2 separate regions of the Rattus norvegicus genome follow, and region 1 is linked to region 2. A link is a contact called in public Hi-C data. All regions are on one chromosome and are shown on one strand. Each heading gives the region's core, a stretch centred on a gene start, on an enhancer-like site or on the middle of the called end of the contact. The rest is flanking DNA. Distances are from core to core; before and after follow the strand shown.

What was found. A called contact is a pair of places that touch in the nucleus more often than the background predicts.
Region 1: a Hi-C map of mammary epithelial cells shows a contact between it and region 2, with 2.8 times the contacts expected there. The contact joins the promoter of Atxn7l1 here to the enhancer-like site in region 2. A contact is called at or near these places in 5 of 12 Hi-C or Micro-C datasets (the Rat2 cell line, frontal cortex, kidney and 2 more).

The regions. Positions count from the first base shown.
Region 1 is chr6:55,485,006-55,488,575 of GRCr8, forward strand. It overlaps Atxn7l1 (ataxin 7-like 1), which reads left to right and starts at 2,314. Exons shown (of 11, transcript NM_001427851.1): 1 at 2,314-2,537; 2 at 3,060-3,128. The coding sequence starts at 2,357. LOC102547703 reads right to left here and starts at 2,261. Exons shown (of 4, transcript XR_010052628.1): 1 at 1,750-2,261.
Region 2 is chr6:55,360,678-55,363,822 of GRCr8, forward strand. No RefSeq gene overlaps it. Among named protein-coding and RNA genes, the nearest start is that of Cdhr3, 67 kb to the right of the region's middle. Within about 2 kb of position 1,759, at least 12 of the 93 cell types and tissues checked have an H3K27ac peak or open chromatin away from gene starts, as enhancers often do.

The DNA.
Region 1 (3,570 bases), core at 1,064-3,563, 120 kb after region 2:
GAGCCTGAGAGACTGGAGTCCATTGGCTCTGCCAGGAGCAGGGGGATTGAGTGTAAGGCAGATGACACATTGCCATTGAAGGTGGCCCTGCCCTGTCAGAATGCAAATGTCTTGTTTTCCTGTGGTTCTATGTATCAGCAGAGTCTATTCATCATGCCCCAGCTCATTCATGGCTGGGCTCTAGTGATATCAGCTGGCAGAGAGCTGAAATTTCTCCAACTGCTGTTCCTAGGGGGCGAGGAGCATCTTTCATGCTAGTCCTGTTTCCAGTCCATCACCAGGCAGTGGGGCACGAACAAGCGACAACATGGTCCAACCAGCAAGCTGGGTGGTATACTTGCCTTCCAGGTGCTGAGAAATCTTAGAAAAACTAATGGTGTGTGTAGCAAAGTCCTCACAAATTGAGATGCTCAGGGAAACTTAGCGAGGGTGGCAGATGGGGTGGACGAACTCATTTAAGTCAAAGATCATTAAGCAAGTTTAGGGATGTGTTTGAATGGAACATGCCCCCAGCTAGCTCCTGACAATGGTCCTAGTAGGACACAGGAGGTTACACAGCTAAGCCACACCCAGTACCACACATGCTTATATTTACCCAAGGTTCTGCCTGGTTCCTCTTCCCTTGGCAAGATCAGACCTCAGCTTCCTATAAAACCTCCCCAATTTCCAACATGAAGAGCAGATTCCGTTTTCTTGGTGACACATTTTCTGAACAATCTTAGCTCATGTCCACTTCCTCCGAGGAACTGGCCCAGCCACGAACGTCCACACCATTTTCACACTGGTCTAGTATCACTGTGCATGTGCCCAGCTTCCCTGAAGAGCTAAGCATGATACTTCTCCAACTGCAGCTCTGTAAAGACCGGGATGGATCTTCCTTGTCTCCCGGACCCTGGGCAATGGGTCCATCCATGAGAAACAATATTGTTTAAAAAGATGCGTCGGTGGAATAATGTCAGGTACCGTGCCTGGTTCATCTAAGATCTGAGAAATATTTCCCAAACCACAAGTATTTAAAGTGAGGTAATGCCTTATCCACTGGCACCTTAGGTAGCAATCCATCCAAAAAAACCGGAGAGTTATCTATGTTTGATATAAGCAGGCCCACTCCCACACACATCACAGCTGAAAACAAGCCTCTAGATGCTCCTTCATCACCCCATTTAAATGCAGGTTTTGAGGTTCATGGTGTGGAGTGCCAGGACGTTCCAGCCCCACCAGAATACAGCTCAGAAGCAAGCAATGCTTCGGTGTGGAGCAGACGAGCTCCTCGGACAGCAGAGGTAAGAATGGAAGGATGTTTTATAAATGGAAAAGTTATTGATTGTGGGGTAAGGGTGTCTATACAGTTTAGGGAATTCCTAGTAAGCAAACAATTTTAAAGAGATAGATAACAGGAGATGTTAAGGTCTCAGTTACCAGCCCCTAGGGTCAGAAGAGACTTCTCAAAGCTCCAGGAGTCCACGCTTCTGGCAGTCAAGTTTCCCGGGGGTGGGGGTTGGGGGTGGGGGATGCTAAGTCTTCTGGTCAACCTGCTCAGTGGAAGTGCTGGATCTGCGGGAAGGGCTTAGCATCAACTGAGAGTCCTGAGCTCGCTCAGACCGGTGTGCGCGGAGCAAAGTCTCTGCGGTGGCTCTACCAGCTGGGACACACAACGCACAGACCCCCTGGGAACCAGAGCCAAAATGACTGTGGAATTTTGCCTGCCAAGCTCGGGATGGGATGATCACTCCCCTCGCCCCCACTCACCTGATTCTTGGAGTTAAGTCCATTTCCCCTTTGCTTCTGCTTCCTGAAGGCATCTGCTAAGCGATCGGGTTCCAAGGCTCACCGAGAAATGAGACAGGGTGAAGCGGATGGTAGGTGGGAGGTGTACTCGCTAGAGCTCCCGCTCTGTCCTGAGAGATAAGGATGGAGGGGTGCGAACCAGCCGATTTCGTCCCCACTAAACCTCCGGGATCCTTCCAGGACGTCGCGCGGTGGGTGACTGGGACTTTGGGAGGAAGGGATTTGCAGCGAGCAAAACTTTCGGTCCTCCAGCGGCGACTGGGCGAAAGAACCTTTGCTTCTTTCCGGAGTTGCACCAGTCTCCGGGTTGCTGGCTGGACAGGGCGGCGGGGTGCAGCATCCTTGCGAGGTGACCCTGCCCCACTGAACCAGCCGCGCACTCAGGCTCTGCTCTCAGCCTGCTGGACTCCGCGCTCTCCCCGGCCCCGCGCACTCTGCGCCTCTCTGGCGCCCCCAGCGGCCTCACGCAGCACAGCAGGGCCCCGCAGGGCCGAGCGCGCCCCGCCTCCCGCCTCTTCTGCCGCCCTCCTCCCCCTCTCAGAACACTCAATGTCGGAACGTTCCGAAGATGACGTCGGAGCGTTCTCGAATCCCGTGTCTCTCGGCTGCTGCTGCCGAAGGAACAGGGAAAAAGCAACAAGAAGGAACAGCAATGGCGACACTGCACCGCAAAGTGCCCAGTCCGGAGGCGTTTCTGGGCAAACCCTGGTCCTCCTGGATCGACGCCGCCAAATTACACTGCTCCGACAGTAAGAACCCCACCGCCTGTTCCTCCTTTTATTATCCTGTAACCTTTCCATTCACCTAGAGCCACTGGGAAAAAGTGTGTGTGTGAGAGAGAGTGGCCCCCGGCGTCCTCCATGCTTCTCTCTCTCTCTCTAAATAAATACACACAGACACAGACCATCAGAGCACAGAGAGGCCCGGTTGCCAGCAAGGCTGTCTGTCTGTCTGTGCCTGGCTCTCCGGGGCAAGCAGCCCGCGGGGTGGGCTTTCGCAGCCCCACGGTGGTGTCTGTTTAAAAGGCGACTCTGTTGCTGCTTGCATAGTTTTTTTTTCTTTTTTTCTTTTTTTGGGGGTACCTATCTGGGCCAGGTAGATGAAAACCCAGACTCGGGAGAAAATGTTGCATTGTCAAATTTTGCAAGATTTTCAGATACAGTATTTAGATCGATCTGTTTGTCAATAAACACTCTCCCTCCCCCCCTTGACTTTGGCATTCCCCCCCTTTTTTCCTCATTTTCTTTTTTCCTTTTCTTTTTCATCTGCAGATGTAGATTTAGAAGAGGCTGGAAAAGAGGGTGGCAAAAGCAGGGAGGTTATGAGGCTTAATAAAGAAGGTAAGTGGAGCTCTTGGTATGTTAGTGTTAGCTTGTGTGGCACAGTCTTCACAGGCTTTGGAATAGAATGTGAATTGTTCTGCTGGGTACAGAGTGACTAAGGCTTGTCAAAAATCGAGCACGCCCAGGTGACTACTGCTTCACTGTTAACTTCCTTCCAAGTATAAATACAACTGGGGGGGTCTTTCAGTCTGGGGGAGGCTGTGGAAGGCAGAAGTTTACTGCACTCCGCTGGAGTCCACATCTAAACCTCCTGATGGTGTCTGCCATTCTTGGAGCACCATGGGCCAATGGTGGTGGTGGGGTTTGGAACCCCCGAGTGAGGCATGGGGCTCCCCTTCACAAGCATTCCAGCCTCCCTCATATGTAAATTCACAAGTTTTAATGAACCCCACATGGCCGGTCATTCCAGCAGCTACTTCTCCACTCTCACTGAAAAAAA
Region 2 (3,145 bases), core at 509-3,008:
CTTGGCTTATTGTCCTAGAAGGTCCAGCCCAAGACTGGAAAGATCTACTTCTTTGGGCTTCTGGTGGGGGTGTGAGATGTCAAAGACAGGGAGCATAGGCAGAAAAAAGTATTTACCCCCAGGGGCAGGGGGATAGAAAGAGGCTGTCCAAAATTCCCTTCAAGGACTAATTCCCAGCACCCTAAACCCCTCCTACCAGGTCCCACTTCCTAATGGTTCCACTGCTAACTGTGCCACCCTGGAGCAGGCGCACGCCTTTACCTCGGACCTTTGGGTGAGTCATTTCCAAAGCAGTGTCCCGTGTCCCAGGTTTGGGAAAGTATTAAAACGCTAAGCTGGCATCCGTAAGACCGTCCCACTACACTTCCCTAAAAGCTCAGGCTGCTTGTCTCTTCCTGCCTTTGGTGAAACTGAGAAATCGAATCAAGGCTCTTTGTACATGAGCCCTCCCAGTCATACCATGAACCTATGTCTATCATAACAAAAGGAATATTGGCCCTTAATACTCGAATGAAAATGTGCCTTGAAGACATTTCTTCTCAATGAGACTGGCTGACTGGAAGCTCACCCTTTCCTTATGAAGAAGATATCCAAGCGGGTCTTGAGCATGGCTATACCCCTAATCACCTTGGAACTCCTACAAGTTCAGCCTGTTGTAGCCATGTACAGATGCCTCTCTGAGCTGCTACAACCAACAAAACGTCTCCCCAGCCATGAATGGAAACCTGCCAAAGTCTCCCGGGTTGACAATTTCTGAAGGACTCAAGGATGCTCCAGAGGACAAGCTTGACTTTCTGCTTATGTCTGTGAACTGCTCTAAGGAGCCACCCCTCCCGACCCCCCCACCCATGAAACCCTCAGATTAGCCAGAGCGTAAGTGAAGGGGAGGAGAGGCACGGGACAGACTCGTTTATGTGCTATGGCTTTGAAAGATATGCAGCTTTCCCCTTTAAGCAGAGGTCTCCGACCTAACACAGGAGCATAGCCGTTCTATCTTGTGAACATGTAACCCAACCATAAAGCATCTCCTGGTGGAAAACATTGGGGTCATCACCAACACGTGGTTATATTTAATAAATGTAAAGAATAAGGCCAGAGGGAATGACGACCGCTGCAGAACATCTCAAGCGCGCCAGGAATGCACAGCTCCCGGGAAGTGCCCGGGAGAGCAGTGTTGGAGTGTGATATGTTCCACTACCCTGTGGACGTGAGCAGAATCTGGGCTTTGACAGGACACCTTTCTCCTTGCGACCCTCCAGCTTCACCATTCCTAAGGAGGCGGCAGGTGCCCCAGGAGACCACTAGGTGTCGCTGTGAACCTGGGAGAGCCAGGCCTTCCTCTGAGAAGGGCAGGCATGGCTAGGTCTGTTTTCAATCAACACGTTGTCGGTTTTTCTCCCCGAGGCCCCAGGGGTGTGCTAGGAATTTTTATTTCTTAAGAAATCCTGTGTGATTCAGTTGCCCTTTGTCGGTCCTGCTTGAGAGAATGAAATCATCCTTGCTTCTGGCAGCCCCACTCCAGGCATGGGACTTCCCAGCAGGAGAGCCACCAGCTATAGCCCCTACCTCAGGTCTCTCTTCTTGTCCCCATTTTTCTTCCTCTTTCTTCCCCTTTTATTTCTATCTCCTGTCAGTGACACTATGACCTATTCCCTATCAAAGTCCCCATCCTGGAGGCCTCCTTTAACCCTCAGGATGTTCAAGACACCCAGAGCAGAGTGTTCTCTTCGCATCTGACTCAACCCCAACCCTGCCCTTTGAAATCTTCTGCCACAGGACCGGCTATGAAGCCTTTGGCGGCACTAAGGTTCTGAACCTTCCTACCACTGTAGTGTTGTGCTGACTCCCAGCCAGGTTAAGAACCATTGCTAGCTCTTTCCGAGCTTCTGTTCTCTGCTAGGTAGTGCCTTCAAGGGCACACACCAAGCAGAAAGATTGATCCGAAAGCTTTCAGGTAACCCAGCATGTAGCAGACATAGGTGGAAAGTGCTTTGAATTACCACAGGGACATTCATATAAACATGGTGACAGCCATGACAGAATTTGGGACCTTCATTCTCTTGAATCTGCAGAAAGATGTCATTAAAAGAACAGAATCCAGGAGTGTCCTTAGAGATGCCCACACTGTGACTTACTACAACCTCCTTTACTGTGTCACAGTACTGATTAATTTGCGAAAAGACCAGCTTGGGGGGTGCTGCTTTGGTCAATAGCTATAGTTTGCTTGGCAGAGGGCCATGCTAACTGTCCTGGAGCCTTCCTGGAAAAGACCACTTGTGGGTAGCCGGCTGCTGTCTCCCCTCCAGGTTTGGGCAGCATCTCCTGGTTTCCAATAACCAAATTTCTGCTGTGGTTTGGGGGAGATGGCAACAAGCCAGGTTCTGACCTTGGGTGTCTGAGGCTGCCTCTGAAAGTGTTGAGACCACAGGCCCTGGAAGCTCCTGCACAAAATTGGAGAGTGACCAACCTGGAAAGACTTTCCCAGAAGCAGATCTGGATCAGACAGGTGAAGGAAAGGAGCAAAAGAGGGGCAGTGCCTCTGCTGGCAGACATAAGTAACTGTTTCCCTTCAGCCTAGGAGAGAAAGTCTCCTGGCTCTCCTCTGCCTTGAGAGGCGCCTGAGTCAAGAAGAACCTGCGTTTGCTGAGTTGCATGTATGCCATGTGGTCCTCTCATCTTGGGTGCCACTATGATGTATAAGTATGTGGGAGAGCTAAGGAGAAGCAGACGGATTTGTGCACTGTGAAAAAAGAGGAACTGGAGACACTCGAGGATGTGAGGAACAGGCTGATATAAGAGGCCTGTGCTCCCATCTGAGGCCACGGTGATGTCCATGCCGGTGCTGCTGCTGAGTGCCATGTCTGAGCCTGTGGTCATGCCCCAGTGGAGGTTTGAGTCAATGTTTGTGGCCCATGTTACCACCAAAGACCATGCAGATGTCCCTGGTCTGGGCTGCTGCCTGGGGCCATGTTGATGTCCAAGGGCTGCCTCGAGCTGGCCCCGCCCCTCACCTGCTCGGGCACTCTGGGAGAGCATGCTGCACCTCTCCTGGGCAGCACAGTACAACGGGCTCTGGTGAGGAGTCAGGAGAGCCAGCTGTAAGGCGGTGAGAACAGGAGAGCTGGTCCCACCCTTTGCAGACACT